4 separate regions of the Mus musculus genome follow, and all the other regions are linked to region 1. A link is a contact called in public Hi-C and promoter capture Hi-C data. All regions are on one chromosome and are shown on one strand. Each heading gives the region's core, a stretch centred on a gene start, on an enhancer-like site or on the middle of the called end of the contact. The rest is flanking DNA. Distances are from core to core; before and after follow the strand shown. Region 1 overlaps Acvr1b (activin A receptor, type 1B). Region 2 holds the start of I730030J21Rik (RIKEN cDNA I730030J21 gene). Region 3 has its middle 13 kb from the start of Gm35569. Region 4 overlaps Galnt6 (polypeptide N-acetylgalactosaminyltransferase 6).

Region 1 (4,477 bases), core at 284-2,783:
TCTTGCTAATGTTATCAGTTGAGCATCACAGCATCTGAGAAAGCCAGCTTCATGTCTTTGTGTTATCCCTAGTGAACTTACTTAAATGGCTTAGTAGTGAAACTCTTACCTAGCTCGCCTGAGGCCCTGGATTCTGAAAATATCAGCCTGTCAGAAAAGCACACCCATCAGATACAACCCTGAGAGGTGCCCGTAACAAACACCAAAAAGCTGTAGGGAGGTTGGGCGAGGGCCAGGGAAGAAGTGGTGGGCCCTGATGCTGTAGGCTGCTGTTGCTCACACGGTGTATAGTGGGGTTAGAAACTGCAGCGTGGGGGCTGCACAAACCCCCGCATGCACTGTCCTGATAGACTGTCCAGTGTCCCTAAGGAGTAATGAATAAACTAAGGACCATGGTCGCTCTAGCTTTCAGAGCTAGAGAACTGGTTGTGTTCATAACCAATTCTTGGACAGAACAGGCTGCTGTGTAGCGTGCTCCTAACTTTCTGAGGTTTTGGGTATCCCCTGCGATATCTTGTGGCACTGTGAGTCTAAGGCTCTGTAGTGGTTCCTGAGACTTCCCAGCTGAGCGCAGCCTGAGCCTCTGTGTCCTCCTGACACAGGAGACTGTGTGTACAGCACACAGAAGCCAGAGTCAGCTCATCCTGGGACTTGGCTTTTCTCAAAACAACCTTTTTCTGAATCAGATTTGCATTCACATCCTACCACAAACCACCTTCTAGTCAGACAGACTTTGACCCATGCTGTAGTCCTGTCGAGGTGGTTTTGTCTCAAGTTCAGTTCTGACTAATTAGACTCATCAATAACAGAGTCTGTGCTGTGGAGAGAGGGCTCGTGTTCTGACACCCCCCCCCATTTGATTGGCCATTTGATTTATTTTTATATATTTCAAAATGCCGGGGACCGAGCCCAGGGCCTTGCATGTGTGAGACAGGCCTCTCATCTGCTGACTTGTTCACACAGTGAGTTGGTGCCTCTGTGGTAGTCACTGCTCGTGCTTGCTGATAGAGTAGGGAGTGTTTTAGGTGACTGTGTTGTTGTACACACGTGCAGGTGACCCTGTGGCAGTACACATGTGTGCAGGTGACCCTGTGGCAGTACACATGTGTGCAGGTGACCCAGTGGCAGTACACGTGTGTGAGGTGGCCCTGTGGCAGTACACATGTGTGCAGGTGACCCAGTGGCAGTACACGTGTGTGAGGTGGCCCTGTGGCTGTGCACATGTGTGCAGACTTTTGACCTGATGAGTCATGATGAAACATGACAAGAGGCTGTTGTCATTAGCCCGGATTTAGCTTTTCAGAAAGAATTAAATTTAGGATATGAATTTATAGTAAGTTCAGCATATGCTTATAATTTTATTATTGCTTCTTCTGTTTCAGTGAAGAGTATTAGCAGATGAGTGGTGAGTGCACGTGTCTTTAAAGGACACAGCAGACTGACTGAGACAAGTGCTCTGGACCTAGACCAGAGGGAAGAGAGCTTGTAGCTAGCGAGAACGTGATGTCATCTTCTTCACTTCCTTTTTCCGGTTGATCAGGAGGAAAATGAAGTGCAGAGATAGTCAATGACTTCCTGAAGCCACACAGTCCCACAACCATGCAGCGAGCTAGCAATTTCCTCTGAGACTGTGGCTCACCTCTTCCTAGTCATTGTTAAGAAATATTTTCCTTGTTGGGGTTGTTTTCTTTCAATTTTTACATTAAAAGGGAGGTTCATATGTAAAGTATATTACTATATATAATGTTTATATGTTGTGTGAGCCTTATTAACAGTCCTTCACAGCTTCAGCCCAAAAGAGACTGTCACAGTTAGGGTAACTGTGTGCTCCAGGTCATGTGGCTAGTATTGGAACTAGCACTTGAGGTTCAGGTCTCTGTGACCTGTTGCTCTGTGATGCCCACTGTCCCTCCTGCTATGGTAGATTCAGATCCTTCCAGGGTGCGGGTATGGCGATGGTTATCTTCACAGTGTGTCTGCTTGGGCTTGCCGCTCATCTGTAAAAAGCAAAGGTGAACACAGTGAGAGTGGGGTGAGCCTTGCTCAGGGTAGCCACAGCACTTGGCAGGCGCTTGGCTAACTTCCCTCTTGTCTCTGTAAGATAAACGGTGTTTGCTGGTTGGATAGTGGAGACCTAGATAGGCTCAGGGACTTGCCTGCCTGCTTGGCCCGCTCCTTATTGCAGGCCCACATGGCCCACTTCCCAGCTGATCCTGGGCCCTTCAGCATAGATTTCACCACTTCTGTTCTTTCCTGCCTTACACCAGGCCTGCTTAAGTACTTCCCAAAAATAATGAGCCATGTGTGGGCGTGGTCATTCTCCAGAATGAATCACTGTGAGCGAGGCCAGCATCACCGAAGGGGGAACAGCTATCGGGAACCAGAGACTCCCGTCTCCTCTGCCCCACTAATTGATGGACTCTGAGGTGACTGCTTTTGAAAAGGCCGTGTGTCTCACTCGGCTCAGAATAGTCATCTCTTGAAGTTGTTAATTTTCCCTTTCTTGCTTCCCAAAATAGACCCAATGCTGTTGTCTTTGCTGGACGTCACAACACGGTGCTGAGAGGTGCTCCCTGTGGGGAACCCCTAAGGGACACAAAGGGACTTGTCAAAGGCGCCTTCTTGGATTAGCAGGACTCCAAAGGAAGAAAAGGGGGTCTTGCCAAGTTTTCTGAGGCTTGAATAAATTTTAAGTTCTTAAGAGGAGTAAGACAGAGCCTGGCTTAGTAGCCCAGGCCTGTGATCCCAGCACTGTGGAGGCTAGGGGGTGGAGAGTTCAAGGCCAGCTGGTTACTTAGTGAAAACTGTCTCAAATACAGTAACCAATAGGAAAACAAACAAAAACAGACCGAGCGAGAAATTTCACCCACAAGTTTGGGAGGAAGATCTGAGGCTTTTTTAGTCGTGGAGCTAGAAGAGTAGAGTGAGTTCCAGGGGAGCTTCCTGTGGAAATTGCTTTCATGACCGATCTGCTCGCAGTCCCTACTTCACACTCTCTGTCTGTGAGAGATGGTACAGCCCAAGCTGCTCCCGGGCAGCTGTGTGCTTGGGAATTCATCTCAAGAAGATAGAGATCTCCTCACACACTGTAAAGAATACAGCAGGCCCTGCCTGTATGGAAAAGCTTCCGTCTACCTGCCTGCCTCACAGTGCTGCCTCATACCCTGTGTCCTTGTGTCCCTGTGTCCTTGAGTGGGAACAGCAGAGGGGTTGCCTCATTGATAGACACTCTGAGGTAGCTTGGGTTGTCTGGGGTATGCAGAGTGAGCGATGACTTCCAGAGTAGAAGAAGAGATGAGGATAGGCTTTTCTAGCCTGGGCTTCTGTTTGGATTGGGCCCAAGCCTTTCTGTTTTAGCGGCTTAGTGTGCAGGTCTTCCCACGGCGGGTGTGCCATGGAGGCCTTGCCCCTTTCCCTCTGTCTCCTGGTGGGCGAGCAAGCACTTCATTCAGCACTCAGCTTCAGTGCCAGCTTCAGTATTGTAGCCAGAGCTACATTCCTGCCCATCCCGGGAGGTCAGGGCTAGGTTAGGCTTGGGGGAGACAGTAGAGGAGCACCAACTGTCTGCGCTATTCTTGTTAGTCAGATAAATAAAGGATTGCAGCTTTGAGAGGCGCCAGGTTCATCTGCAGTGATTTCCTGTTGGGGGCACACACTTCAGTGTGATCCATACCCAGCAAAGTCATCAACCCCAGTGAGGACTGTGTATTCAGCGTGGATGAAAAGTGCTTGCGTGTGGTTGTGTGCGTGTGTGTGTGTGTGTGTGTGTGTGTGTGTGTGTGTAGCACACAGTGGGTGTGCGTATGCATGCCAGGTGCTGCTCAGGGGCCTTTCAGGCCCTGCTGGCTTAAGTTTATTAAACACTTTTATGTGCATGAGTTCACGTTGTCCTCACAGTGACTTTGTGAAGCAGGCATTCAGATTCTCTATGGAGAGCACCCTCTTTGACCCTCCCTCGTGATGAGAGGTGCCACACATGGCCTAGAGGGAGTGGGTGATAGGGAGACGCAGGGGGAGCTTGTCAGGGGAAGTGTGCCTGGCAGACTTTGGAAGGATTTAGGCAAGAAAAGGAATTTCAGTGGAAGGACATATGAGGCCAGGCCTCCCTCATCCTGGAACTGGGTGCCTGGTGTCCAAAAAGAGATGGGAGGAGGCTGGTTTCAGGGGTACTGCATAGTTCTGTATGGGATGTAGGGAATGCCTGCTCTCCCAATGGAAGACTCCGTCCACCCAGCAGGACCCATTTGGATGGAGTAGATAGTTCATTTGTCCTTTATTGGCATAGACTAGAGCAGTTAGGAACACAGGGCCTATAGAGCTTGTCTGTGAGCTGAATAAGGTGCAGTAGTGCCAGCCAAGGCTGCCTTTCTGTCCCCGGCTCTATAAAAGCTGCTTATTGGGGGCATGTGAAGCATGCCTCTGACTCCGGAAAAGGACCTGGTGGGAGATCTCACATCACTGTTGATATCTGCCCTTC
Region 2 (4,195 bases), core at 1,628-4,127, 460 kb before region 1:
GTGGGAGGTTGCCGAGTGAGGTTCAGAAATGCGGTCCGGACACGCAGAACACCTTCGAGGTGGTTAGAAATGCAGATTTAGGTTTGGCACAATCCTAAAACCTAGCTCCGGAAGGCGGAGGCAGGGAGATCTTGAGTTCCAGGCCAACCTGAGCTACATAGGAGATCGCGTCTCAATAAATACAAATAAATATATAAATAACAAAAATTACTTAAACTCGCGTCTGATTCTGAGTCGTCCTGCCACCTAGACAGTGGCTGCTCATGGGTTCTGAGCCTACCATCCTGACGTAATTTTCTTATCCTAGTTCTGAATTCCTGGTGATTTGGAAACTTTCTTTTCGTGTGGTTTTAAAGAAGGGTTTTATTTACTCATTTATATGCATGTGGCCCTCCTAGCACACAGCCAGAGGTGTAATCCCTCAGAGCTGGTTAGAGGCAGATGCCTGGCTTTACAGGGGTGATGGGACCTGAACCCCGAGCTATACAGCAGTGAGCAGCAATTGCTCTTCACCAACAAACCATCTCTCCAGCCCTCATGTGTGTTTTCTGAGAAAGAGTCTCAAGTGGACAAAGGTAGTCTTGAACTCCCTACATAATATAGTTGAGTTTTGGCTTTTTTAAAAAAAAAAAAAACTACTTTATTAGGTTCTTATACGTCTACCTCCCGACTTTTATTACAAACCCCAACAGTAGGTTGGAGAGAAAGAAGTTAGAGGAGAAAGGGGGTGTATATAGACTACTTCTTGATGATTAGGGGTTCTGGTTCTCTGGGGCAAGATAGATAGGTATAGACACACACACAACACACACACACACACTCATTCCCACAACATAACTGGGTTTTAAAAGAAACCAAAATTCTCCATAGACTCGAGGATGGCCTTGTGCTCCTGATCCTCTGGCCTCGGCGTCTGCAGCTCTGAGATTACAGAAGTGATGTACCATGATCCCCAAGTTCGGATGCTTTCTGGTAGACATTGATCCCAGCATTTCGGAAGCAGGAGGATGCAGGAGGATCTGTGGCTGCAGACAACACAGTGAAAGGAAGCTTGAGATGAATATCGATACTCTGCCTCCAAAAAACAAACAAACACCACGGGGGGGGGGGGGGGAAATGGAATGGATCTTTCTGTTTTGGTTGATGTTAAAATGGCTTTGCAGTTTTGAGTCTCTAAGGCTCAGGGGCCAGGACCCAGCACCCCTGTCGTTGAATTGAGCGCTCAGAGGGGACCAGAGGCATTCTGGGAAGGCCAGGAGATCACAGCGGGGAAGTTTACTGAGCTTGCTTACTTAGGTGAAGGGTGACACTTTACCAGGCTTTGGGATCACCAACATTTCCTGCTGCAGATAATGGGCCGCCGCTGTCTTTGCTTCTCGTCCCTTGGGTGTGAGACTCGGTGGTTTGGCCTTTGCTCCCACCTCCCTTTCACTTAGCTCTTCGACCTTCAGCACTGTGTGATCTTAGTCAGGTCCCAACTTGACCTGAGGGACCTCAGACTGCTCCAGGGTAGGCTCATGACCTCTTACTCTGCCTTGGAGCGTGAAAGAGACTGTTTGGCTTTTCGAGGAGTGCCAGCCGATGTGTGTACCTCAAATTCTGAAGCTGTTATTAATGAGTTCACTTTGGGAATAAGAAGTTGATTAGCGTTCATTAGTTATGGGAAACAAAGGTTTCATTATGACACTTCGTAGATGTATATATAATGCACTTTGATCATTTTCAATCTGTTTCTTTTAGTGATTTGTGTGTGTGTGTTGTACATGCAGGTCAGAGGTCATCTATCTATCTATCTATCTATCTATCTATCTATCTATCTATCTATCTATCTGATTCAGAATCTCTCTAAGTAACCCTAGCTGTCTGAGAATTCATTATGTAAATCAGGCTGGCTTCAAACTCAGAGATCCACCTGCCTCTACCTCTCTAGTGTGGGGATTAAAGGTGTGAGCCACCCCCCCTTTCATTTTTGCATTTCAAGAAAAGGCCTCCTGTAGCTAGCCAAGCTGGTCTCAATCCTCGTGAGTCAGCCTCTCAAGTGCTGGGATTAGACAAATGAACCACCATGCCTGACTATGATTTTAAAGGTGACTTAAGTCTTCATAATGACTAGCTGTCTAATTTGGAGGTGCCTGCTGTAGACTTATCCCTAAAACACTGCGTTCTCTCCTAGCAGGGGTTGGGGAGGGCTCCCTTCCCCACTGCATGGGAAGGTTCTGATGCACCACAGGGCAGAAGGGGACACCCTGACCTCCGCTGGTGGCAGCCCACTTAAAATTTGGCTTTCATTAATTGAACACGGTGACACACACCTCCAATCCAAGCAGCTGAGAGAGGGAGACAGGAGGATCAGGGTTCAAGGTCACTGTTGGCTAAATAAGTTTGAGACCATTGTGGGCTGCATGAGACCCTAACTCAAAAAGGGGGGAGGGGCATCGATGTGTCTCAGCAGGTGAAAGCACTTGTGCAACCTCTGATCCCTGAGTTTAGTCCCCAGAACTTACATGGTAAGAGAATCGATTCCCAAAAGTTGTCCTTGTTCTCCACACAAGCACCCACACTCACTCACACCCACGGTACTAATAAAGAAAAGAAAAGAACATGATTTCTGTTAAATGACAAGTTTATATGTGTACTAAATAAAGGGAAAATCGGGCACCAGGACAAGATGCCTCCCAACCTGCTGTCCGGCTCCTGAAGAAGTCATCCACACATGCTCACAACCATCCTTAGGCACTTCTGAGGTGGCAGGCTCAGATTCTCTCAGCTGCAAGGACTTGAGATGGGCCTTCCTAGAAGCTTTGTAAATTTCATTATCTTCCCGCACAGGCTGCTGTTTGTTGCTCTACCATTTAGGTTCTGGTTTGGAGTGCTCTGCACTTCCGTCTCCTTTTTTCTTTTTTTCAAGGGGCTTCCCCACCATAGCGCAGGAAGTTCAGTGAGGAGCAGATCTGCTGAAGCAGAGAGACAAGGCAGCTTTGTGAGCTGGTGACGTCAGTTCTGCCCCTTATGGCTCCCTTCCTCCCACTCTCAGGCCCTGGAGAGAGACAGCGGCTTCTGAGTGTGGCAGACTCAGGGGAGGGGAGTCTTGCCCTTCACAGAGAGGGCTAGCCTCTTATCCAGAAACACTTGTGGGGGCCAGGCGAGGTGCCTCTGTGGGGAAAAGTACAATCCCAATGAGCTGAGTTTGATCCCCAGATACCACACCAGCATAGGCCAGAAATCACAGAAGTGTGATGATGTAGGTTAGAAGTGCGGACTGGGTTAAGGGCACTGACTGTTCTTCCAGAGGAACGGAGTTCAAATCCCAGCACCCACATGGCAGCTTACAACTGTCTGTAACTCCAAGATCTGACGTGCCCACATAGATGTACATGCAGGCAGAATGCCAGTGCACATAAAATAAAGGGTAAATAAACTTTTAAAAAAGTCAGGAGGTTAAAGGTCGTCTTGACTGCAAAGTAAGTTTGAGGCCAGCCTAACAAAACCAAAAATCTGAAGCCAGTGGCGTATACTGTAATCCCAGTGTCTGGGAGTTGGAAGCAAGAGAGATCCGGAGTCCTTGGCTACATCCAGGCCAGACTCAGGAACATGAGACCCTATCTCCAAACCAAACCAGAACCCAACTCTAAAACAACAGCCAAAACCCAAAACAAAGTGCGGTTTGTTTATTTTTTTAATGCTTTTAGTCTCTGGTAAATAATAAACAACACTACCTTCTAATCCTACAGTGTTGTTGGTGGCTTTCTCCTTCCTTCCTTCCTTCCTTCCTTCCTTCCTTCCTTCCTTCCTTCCTCTTCCTTCCTTCCTTCCTTTAAAGATTGTTTTGTTATGGTTGTTGGTGCTTTGAAATAGGGTTTTTATTTATATACAACTCAAGCTGGCCTAGAGCTGCTCTGTGGTGTCCACCAGAGATGACTGCGCACACACAGTTTAAACCGATACGAAGTCTATTAGCCGGCCCCGGCCAGCAGGACACTGGGTGTTATAACGAGATCCCTGTGTAGCCAAGTCTTTTCTCTTTAAGGATAAAAACCACATTCTGTTGACACATTTCAGTTAGCAAGAACAGTTAGCTAGAAGCAGAACTACAGAAGCCAAAGCAAGGTTAGTACGCTCTGAGACTTTCCCAGAGCCGTGGACTTAGGTGGATTAGGTCTGTTTTAGTTGCAGGTGGTGCTGTCTACGGGCTGAG
Region 3 (4,835 bases), core at 6-2,505, 350 kb before region 1:
ACAAACATAGAGACATAGACAGAGAGACAGAAACACAGACAGAGGCTGGACCTGATGTGTTCTCATGAAATCTCCAAATCCACTCCCAGTGTCATACCTACTCCAACAAGGCCACATCTCTAATCTTTCCCAGTTTACCAACAGATGACTTAAGCGTTCAAGTATATCAGTCTATGGGGCCATTCTCATTCAACTCACTACGGGTGGCGACCATAACCAGCATGTCTGTGGGGGTTGGAGCTATCACTCATGCTTGTGTGGCAAGCCCCTTACTGAGTCACCTCCCGGCTCTGGCAGGCTTTTTGAGTGTTTACTCCCGACTTCCCATCCTCCCGAAGTACAGCATATAGCTGTGGGTGAGGTCACAGGTAACCTTCCTTCCCCAGCCAATCAGCATCAAGGGTTGTCTGCTGACTAAGTTCTTGAGGACGCTTTCAGTTTATGTTGTCATCTACTTTGGACTTTTGGGACATACTACATAGCCCCTAGGCTGACTTTGAACTCATGACCCTTCTGCTTCCCAAGTGCTGGGGTTACAGATCCCCATAGCCTCTACACACAGAGATACGCACACATTTCCATCTTGGCCAAAGATTATAAGAAGAAATTCTGTGACCCACGCCAGCTTCTTGCTCATAGAGGAGTGGGCGATCGGGCCTCGATCCTCCTCCTTGCCTGCTGACTGGTGTGGAAGCCATAGCAGCCGTTTTCTATCAAAACTGCAGCAGAGACTGAAGACCCTGTTGAATGGAGGCTGCTGATAGCAGAGCCAGTACTGATTCTGGGGATAGGTCGCCATAGTATCCCGCGGGCAGTAGAATGAACAAACAAGACCCTTAGAGAGAAGACAGTTGGCATTCTGACCGTACACAGTGGGTAGGCGGCCAGCCACGGGCCCAGGCCGAGCAGGCCTAGCAGGAGGCACACGGCTGAGCAACAGCTGTGAGCATGTGTCAGCTCACCACAGACTTTGACTCCACTCACCCAGAGGGCATTTTTCCCGCTCTTGCTGCCCCTGACCTTCTGGCCCCCAGCCTTCCGGACCCTGCCTGGGAAGAGAAAGCCCAGTTTGTGTATCTTGACACTCAGTAGCAGCTCTGCCCCCCACCGCCCTGGCCCTGGTCGGGGGAATTCATACACAGCTTGGGAATAAGCTGCCCCAGCTGGGAAACTAGACCCCTGCCTGCTTTAGTGACAGTTGTCACAGAGAAACAGGATGTCTGAAACCACACCAAAGAATAGTGTGTTCTTCGGAGGCTGGCGTCTGACACTGTGAGGGAGGAAGTGAGCTCTCCGAGGGAGCACGGTGGCAGATGGGAGAGGTCAAGAGGCTGCTGCGGAAAAGAGAGAAGAGCAGGGCGCTCCCCCCATTTCCAAGAAGGTTTGCGCCCCCTCGCCCAAACCTCCCCCAAATATCTCTTTGGGGGTCTTTGAGTTCCCAGAGAGTGAATGTGGACAAAGTTAGTCCCAATCTCTCCCAGCAGGGAGTCCTGAGCACCCGCCAAGAACACAGTCTGTGCTGGCAGTTCGCGTTCACAGCTCAGGGCCTGTCTTGACTCCCAGGTCACAGAGGCAACAATATAGACCTGTTACTGTATCTACTGCCGCAACTGTGGCGTGATATGGCGCGGAGGGGGCTGGGGGTGGGGGCGGAGAGGGGGGCGCTGGGATTTTGAGGGGGAGATTCAGGACTGCTAATTCTACAGGGTGTATTGACTGAGTTCATAATTAAACATAATGCCGATTTTACATCAGTCATCAGGATTTGCTTTTGGGTTTTTTTTTTTTTTCTCACGTTGAGGTTTATAGTTCCCTCAGTTCTATCCACAGATGGTTGGTTCAGACTTCCATGTGTACTTCGACAATAGAAGACACAAAACACAACAGCTGTCCCAGACACATGCTTTCCAACATGGCTCTGCAGAGTGACTGAGGGGACCAGGGGCTCAGCCTCTGTCCTGACACAGCAGCTTTGGGCACTCGGCAGGTATCCAGGTCATGATGTGTCCCCTGGTAGGGCCACACTAAGAGTCCTGTTCCCCGTTGGCTTGCAGCTTGTGTTCACAGTTGACTCTGATTGGCAGTGCCCCCGGCTGATTATAATTCTTTACTTTTTGAGTATTTTTTCACACTACTTTTAAAGAAGCAAGTGTGTGTACAGATCAAAGGGCCCATTGCAGAGGTTGACTCTCTCCTACCCTATGGGTCCACATGTCATCCAGGGATCATCACGCTTGGAGACAAGTGCCTTGGACCTCTGAGCTGCCTCAGTGGCCACCTTTTAAGGTTTTGGACAACTTTGAAATAGCTCCAAATTCACAGAGAAATTGCAAAATAGTTGAGAGATCCCCGGCACAAGTGTGATGCGTATTTATCAAGTTTGAACATTTTGTTGTGTTTCGTTCTCTCTGGTCTCTTTTGTATGCAGATATAACTGTATATATTATATAGAGACTACTGAATTCACCAACGTTAAGAAGTGGGGACATATGTTTCCTTTCTCACTTTATAATAATCTCTCTCTCTCTCTCTCTTTCTCTCTCTCCCTCTCTCTCTCTCTCTGTGTGGTGTGTGTGTGTGTGTGTGTGTGTGTGTGTGTAGCCCAGGCTCTAACCTCAGACTTACTACATAGCTGGGGATAGCCTGGCCCTCCCGGTTCAACCTCTTAAGTGCAGGGATTAAAATGGAGGAAATTTAATAGCAACACGTGAATGGCTTTATGATTGCAAAAACAGTTGCTTTAAAATACTCATTCCTAAGAAAAAATATTAATTTCTTCTGTATTTATTTACCCAGTAATTACCTGATTGTTTATCTGCTTGCTTTATTATCATGGACTTTGGATTCTTGGTTTAGTCAATGGACTACACAATTCTCCTTAGTCATTAATTAAAACGTAATCAATAATTAATTTAGATATTTAAGTTTCCCATGACCCAGATTAATTAATTAATTAACTAGGGAAGGCCTAGTTCCTGGGTCGTGAGATCATCCCTTGTCATATTTTAAAGCATTTCTTCACTCTCTGGCTTCAGCAATTTTTTCAGGAGCCTAAAGAAACCACTCTCTGGATAGGTGTGGTAGCGCACACCTTTCATCTGAGCACTCTTGAGACAGAGGCAGGTGGATCTCTGTGAGTTTGAGGACGGCCTGGTCTGCATATGTGCAGTACCAGTAGAGGCCAGAAGATGGCACTAGATCCCCTGGAACCCGGATTACTGGCAGTTGTGAGCTGCCCTGTGGGTGCTGGGACCTGAACTGGGATCCTTTGCAGTGTCAGGAAGCACGCGTACGTTATGCTTCTTTCAATCAATTCCTCTTTCCCTTTTCTTTTCCCTGTAATCACCCTGGGACAAACAGATGGTTTCTTCTCCCAGGACCTGGCTGGCTGCATGTTTGTGTTAGTACATTCCTATCTCTTGTATGCAGCTAGTTTTGGGCTTGCTTGAAGAAAGGACTCTTTTAGACTGGCATAATACTTGGTTGTATCTCCTTTGGCAAAGTCAGTGATTCCATCCAATGTATTCCTAGTTCTTTAGGAGACAATGCTATCGTTTCAACTACATCCTTTCTTCATGAACTGGAAGAGTCCCACAAAGAAAACTTCTCATTAGCTGCCTGATGAGCCATGTCTATAATACCCACAAGAAAAGGAGGATAAATCCCTGAATCTTTTTTTCCCCTGTTAACAGTTTTTTAAAAAGAGAAATTTGCAAGCATGGTTGTGTACATCTCTAATCTCAGCACTCAGGAGGCATTTCAAAACAAAACAAAGTAAAACAAAATAAAAATGAAAACAAAAAGTGGGGAACACGTCACAGGTTTCCATCTAGTAGGAGACAAAGGCAGGAAGACTGGAGGGGTGAAGCTTAGGGGTGGGGCAGAGGAGTGGAGCAGGCATGGTGAACATTGGGCATAGCCAGCAGGGAATAAGGGGGGGCAGTCAAGGTGAGTGTGCCCTTGGGGGGAATGGTGGGAGCCCTGGGTGAATTTCCTTGTCATGGGCTCCTGCTGTGATGTACTGTGCTGCCTTCTTCAGAGATCCCGGCGGTGATTTTTATTACAAGCCTTTTCCTGAGAACCACTTTAATATAGGATTATTATACTTATTACTATAAGTATAATATTTAATTAGTATATATTAGTATATGGTATATATTTAATATACTATAATGATATAATTAGACATATCATATTAAGTCTAATTATATAATATACACTATATAAAGTATACTAATAACAGTAGTATAGTATAATTATTACACTTCTATTCACTGCTGTAAGGCACATGAGGGCAGAAGATGGCTCAGTCTACGGCACTTGCTGTCTGTCAGGCTTGAGGATCTGAACTCCATTTCCAGAGTTCACAGAAAGAAGCAACTCCCACATGCTGTCGTCAGACTTCCACACACATGTAATGGCACACACACACACACACACACACACACATACACACACACAATCCATAAGCATAATAAAAACTTAAAAATATGAGCCGGGGGTGGTGGCACACGCCTTTAATCCCAGCACTTGGGAGGCAGGCAGATTTCTGAGTTTGAGGCCAGCCTGGGCTACAAAGTGAGTTCCAGGACAGCCAGGGCTACACAGAGAAACCCTGTCTAGAAAAAAACAAAAATAAAAAATAAATAAAAATAAAAACTATGTGCATGGGGTGGTGCAGCTGTCTTTGAGTCATTTCCGCTCCGGTAAGTAGCTTCCCACATGCACGCGTGCATGCGCGCGCAGACACACACACACACACCCCTGTAACTCCAATAAAACTCACTGATTGTCTGGACTTTGGTGGTAAACTGGCACACTTTTGTCTGCCACCA
Region 4 (4,430 bases), core at 101-2,600, 480 kb before region 1:
AAAAAATGCACGTGTGTGTGTATGTGTGTGTGTGTGTGTGTGTGTGTGTGTGTGTGTGTGTGTGTGTGTGTCTGTGCCCGCAAGTACAATGATGCAGAGGATGTCGGATCCCTTGGAGCTGGAGTTAAGAGGCAGGTTTGAGGCGCCCAGTGTGCCAATCTTGGGTCCTCCAGAAACCCAGTGTATGCTTTTAATTCCTGAACAGTCCCTCCAGCCCTCCCCTAGTTCTTAACTGTAGAATGGAGGCGCATGCTGTTTTGGCAGTGGAGGATGTCTCTGACAATTGTGTCCTTCCCTTCCGATTGTGGGTTCACAATTGGGCCTTCCTCTGTACACAATGCTTTGTAAGTCACAATATCAAACACACACACACACACTTGAACACCTACTATGTGCCAGTCACTAATGCAGGTGTTTTCATGCTGGCTTCATTTCCCCATCTCTCTATTGTTGTCACTAATATCAAAGACACACACACATACACCCAAATACCTGAGCACCTACTATGTGCCAGTCACTAAAGCTGGTGCTTTCACACTGACTTCATTTCTCCATCTCTCTATGAAGCTTACACTGTGGAACAGGGCATACCTACCTACCCTAGGGTTAACAGACAAAGTCAAGACTTGGAGCTCAGGTTATCCTAGTTACCATGATGACAACAGGATCCTAACCAGCCTTTGTGAGAAGATATACCTCCTCCAGGAGCCAAGAGGGCACCCACAGGGACTTAACAAGCATGAGCAGCTTGGGTTGAGGGGATCTCTTGCCCCCACCCAACCCCTCCTAAGTTATCTCCAGTCTTTATGCTTCTCCCTGTGCCAGACCCCAAGGAGAAGAGTGTGAAAGGGATTTATTCCGCCAAGCTCCCCTTTGGTTACTGCCTGGGAGAGCAGAGCCCCAGGGAAAGAAACTACAATTTGAAACTTGAGCTCTTCTGCTTTGTCTTCTCCAGTCCTCCTGGTAGGCAAGTGTCCCTGACCCACTAGCCTTGCAAATGAAACACTTCAGGCAGTCACCCGAGAGGGGGACTTGTCTTACTCCAGAAACGGAGCCACTTGTCTCTGGTGCCAGAATCTGGCTGCTCCAATTTAGCCTTCTATGGTGGCTTCAACACTGCAATGACTTAGCAAGTGTCTGCAATGCACTGTGCGATGCTGGACCCTGGCCTTCGTAGGGAAGGCCTGCCGTCATGGGACATGTGAGCCACAACCCGGCCACAACCTGGTGTTGCTGACAGGAAGGGAGGAACCCAGCTGGGCCTTCATCCTCTCAGCAGCTCAGCGGAAGCCTCCCTGAGACCCCACTTAGTTCCCCAGAGGAAGCCTTGGTGGAGATAACTCACGGGCAAGCATCACAGGAAGCGGGCTGTGTGGTTAGACAGTGAGAAGCACTGAGCTGTGACTTCAAGGGCCCTGTGCTATACAGCTCTCCCACGCCTTCCTTCTAGTCTCAGGAGGCTGGGCTAGAGGCTGCAGGTTCTGGTCCTCAGGCCCTTGAAGGACAGTCAGACAACTCTCTGCAACAGTCCTCTGTCTGTCTATCCTACCTGCTGTTTGTCCCACCTCTGGAGTTACTGGAAAAAAAAGACCCAGGAAAGAATATAGCACAGCTGAGTAAGAGACAGGAGGGCCAGCATATGGTCCCTCAGGCTTAGTTGCCATGGTCTGCCACTACCACCCAACCTTACTCCTCAGGTCAAGAGGTAAATGCCCCTTTCTTCTACCCCATGCAGCTCACGGCTCACATGGCACAGCCCCATGGCTCATACTACACAGCCCATGGCTCACACTCCACAGCCCATAGCTCACACTCCACAGCCCATGGCTCACACTGCACAGCCCATGGCTCACACTACACAGCCCATAGCTCACACTTTGCAGCCCATGGTTCACACTGCACAGCCCATGGCTCACACTGCACAGCCCATGGCTCACATGCACAGCCCATGGCTCACACTGCACAGCCCATGGCTCACACTGCACAGCCCATGGCTCACATTCACAGCCCATGGCTCACATGCACAGCCCATGGCTCACACTGCACAGCCCATGGCTCACACTCCACAGCCCATGGCTCACACTGCACAGCCCATGGCTCACACTACACAGCCCATAGCTCACACTTTGCAGCCCATGGCTCACACTGCACAGCCCATGGCTCACACTGTACAGCCCATGGCTCACACTGCACAGCCCATGGTTCACACTGCACAGCCCATGGCTCACATTCACAGCCCATGGTTCACACTGTGCAGCCCACAGCTCACACTGCGCAGCCCATGGCTCACACTGCACAGCCCATGGCTCACATGCACAGCCCATGGCTCACACTGTGCAGCCCACAGCTCACACTACACAGCCCATGGCTCATACTGTGCACCCAGGACTTCCCTCCTAACTTCGCAGTCTTCACTTGGATGTCTGACAGAAAGCTAACTTACCTCAAACCTGAACAAAACTCTGCACCTCAGTCCATGCCCTACCCCATATCCCCACATGACCTCAGCACCAGCACCCGTTATCCACTCCACCCTGAGCCAAGCTGAGTTCTCCCTGCCCCTTCCCTACCGGATTAGTTTTTAACCTGTTCCTATGGTCGCCTTAGTTATAACAGTCAACTGCTCTTCCAGACTCTTCTCCATATTGTCTCCCAGAATGTTCTAGATATGGAAGCAACCTTAAACTGCAGTTTTCTGGCCTGGGAGGCAGAGGCAGGTGGATCTCTGAATTTGGGGCCAGTCTGGTCTACGAGTGAGTTCCAGGACAGCCAGGGCTACACAGAGAAACCCTGCCTTGAAAAACACCAAAACCAAACCAACCAAGCAACTAAACACCACCACCACCGTGCCTGCAGGTTCCTCTGTCTCTTTACTGTCTGATGGTGCTGGAGCCAGAGTTCAGAGCCTCGGGCATGCCAGGTTGAGTGCTCTGCCACAGGACATTGCCCTAGCTCCAGAGCTCTCCCTACTTTCTCTTCAGAGTCTCTCAGCCAGGACAGCCTCCAACTCTTTATTTTTCCTTTTTTTTTTTTTTTTTTTTTTTTGAGTTTCAAATAAAAATACTTTGTGATGTTTCTGCTTGCATGTATGTCTGTGCATCACGTTATATATGCATTATGCTATGTGTCATTTCTGTGGAGGCCAAAAGAAGGTGTTGGATCCCCTAGAGTAGGAGTTGTGACCAGCCAGGTGGCTGCTGGGAATGTAGCCTAGGTCCTCGGAAAGAGCAGCCAGTGCTCATAAGTGTCGAGTCATCTCTCCTTCAGGCCTTGGCCTCTCTCCTGCCCCTGGTTTCAAACCCGCCCTGAGTGTCTGATCCTTCTGTGTCCACCTCCGGTACCCTGGCATTACACACATGTGGCATCATGCTCGGTTAATGCCATGCTATAGGTTGAACCCAGGACCTTGTGCATGCTAAAGCAAGCACTGTACTGACTGAATTATATTCTTGGCTCCCTCCTCCCCCTCCCCCTGCCCCTCCTTCCTTCTTCCTATGCCTCAGAGTTATCACTTAAAACTGTCAATCAGATCATTTGTGAGCTTGGCTTTTTTTTTTTTTTTTTAAAGACACGGTGTCACTATGTGGTCCAGGCTGGACTCAGGCTCCAAGTATCAAATACTCATATAATCATGGTTACAGGGCTGCTGTGGGGCACCTGGGTAGGAGGACAGAAAGCAGGAACACTGTCCCTCAGAGACACAGCCCTTGTGTGTGTGTAATAAGAACCGGTTAATCTGATCAAACAGTCAAATGTGTGGGCAATTTTATCCTGTGTGGACAGACGTGCAAAGGTTGGTTTTCTGTTCCCCAGGTAACAGCACTCAGCGTCAGGCCTGAGGAAGGGTTTTGGATAGCGTGTCTCTAGGATCACATGCAGACATGTGACGATGAATGTCACCATGGGCAAGGACATTCCTCCAGTCAGGGAAATAGCACACATTCTCAAATCAGGGCCCAGAAAACGAAGGGGACGAGCTAGAGTTCTTGGGTGAGAATTTAGAGAGGACAGATGTATCCTTAAGAGCGAGGGGGCGGGGCTAGAGACACAGCTCCACGATTAGGAATTCTGGATGCTCTTACAGAGGACCCAGGTCTGATCCCCAGAGGACCCAGGTCTGATCCCCAGAGGACCCAGGTCTGATCCCCAGCATCTTCAAGGAAACCCTCAACCATCTGTAACTCCAGTTCCAGGGAATCTCCTGGCCTCTGAGGGCGCCAGGTGCATACATGGTACACAGACATACATGCAGGCAAGACATTTATACACAGAAGGAAAATGAGGCGGAGGCGGAGGAGGAAAGAGGAGAAGGAAGGAAGAGGAGGAGGAGGAGAAGAGGAAGGAGGAGGAAGAAGAGGAAGAAGAGGAGGAGGAAGAGGAGGAGGAGGAGCCCCAGGCAAACAAAGGAGGTGAACAGAAAGAACACAGGT

The links. Promoter capture Hi-C pulls out the DNA fragments that hold promoters and counts their contacts. Hi-C and Micro-C count contacts between places; a contact is called where the count stands out from the background.
Region 2: a contact with region 1 is called in a Hi-C map of B cells, with 7 read pairs. The contact joins the promoter of I730030J21Rik here to the enhancer-like site in region 1. A contact is called at or near these places in 2 of 39 promoter capture datasets (the C10 cell line and hippocampal neurons), 1 of 484 Hi-C or Micro-C datasets (B cells) and 3 of 115 datasets of contacts at active chromatin or transcription factors (T-cell acute lymphoblastic leukemia, bone marrow-derived macrophages and pancreatic cancer cells).
Region 3: a contact with region 1 is called in a Hi-C map of Th1 cells, with 5 times the contacts expected there. The contact joins two enhancer-like sites. A contact is called at or near these places in 1 of 39 promoter capture datasets (the 3T3-L1 cell line), 6 of 484 Hi-C or Micro-C datasets (Th1 cells, embryonic stem cells and palatal mesenchyme), 1 of 115 datasets of contacts at active chromatin or transcription factors (T-cell acute lymphoblastic leukemia) and 1 of 9 other capture datasets (embryonic stem cells).
Region 4: a promoter capture Hi-C map of hippocampal neurons shows a contact between it and region 1, with 2.2 times the contacts expected there. The contact joins two enhancer-like sites. A contact is called at or near these places in 2 of 39 promoter capture datasets (the HPC-7 cell line and hippocampal neurons), 1 of 484 Hi-C or Micro-C datasets (CD4 T cells) and 2 of 115 datasets of contacts at active chromatin or transcription factors (T-cell acute lymphoblastic leukemia and microglia).

Annotation. Positions count from the first base shown.
Region 1 is chr15:101,189,443-101,193,919 of GRCm38.p6, forward strand. The region is part of intron 1 of Acvr1b (activin A receptor, type 1B); the gene reads left to right. Mir6962 (microRNA 6962) reads left to right here and starts at 4,427; the gene lies at 4,427-4,477. Within about 2 kb of position 1,534, at least 80 of the 459 cell types and tissues checked have an H3K27ac peak or open chromatin away from gene starts, as enhancers often do. A contact at or near this core is called in B cells, the HPC-7 cell line, Th1 cells and 2 more, where this site is marked.
Region 2 is chr15:100,729,860-100,734,054 of GRCm38.p6, forward strand. It overlaps I730030J21Rik (RIKEN cDNA I730030J21 gene), which reads right to left and starts at 2,878. Exons shown (of 3, transcript NR_045782.1): 1 at 2,681-2,878; 2 at 2,505-2,579; 3 at 646-1,025.
Region 3 is chr15:100,844,201-100,849,035 of GRCm38.p6, forward strand. No RefSeq gene overlaps it. Among named protein-coding and RNA genes, the nearest start is that of Gm35569, 13 kb to the left of the region's middle. Within about 2 kb of position 1,256, at least 79 of the 459 cell types and tissues checked have an H3K27ac peak or open chromatin away from gene starts, as enhancers often do. A contact at or near this core is called in Th1 cells, where this site is marked.
Region 4 is chr15:100,705,116-100,709,545 of GRCm38.p6, forward strand. The region is part of intron 4 of Galnt6 (polypeptide N-acetylgalactosaminyltransferase 6); the gene reads right to left. Among named protein-coding and RNA genes, the nearest start is that of Galnt6os, 12 kb to the left of the region's middle. Within about 2 kb of position 1,351, at least 112 of the 459 cell types and tissues checked have an H3K27ac peak or open chromatin away from gene starts, as enhancers often do. A contact at or near this core is called in the HPC-7 cell line, where this site is marked.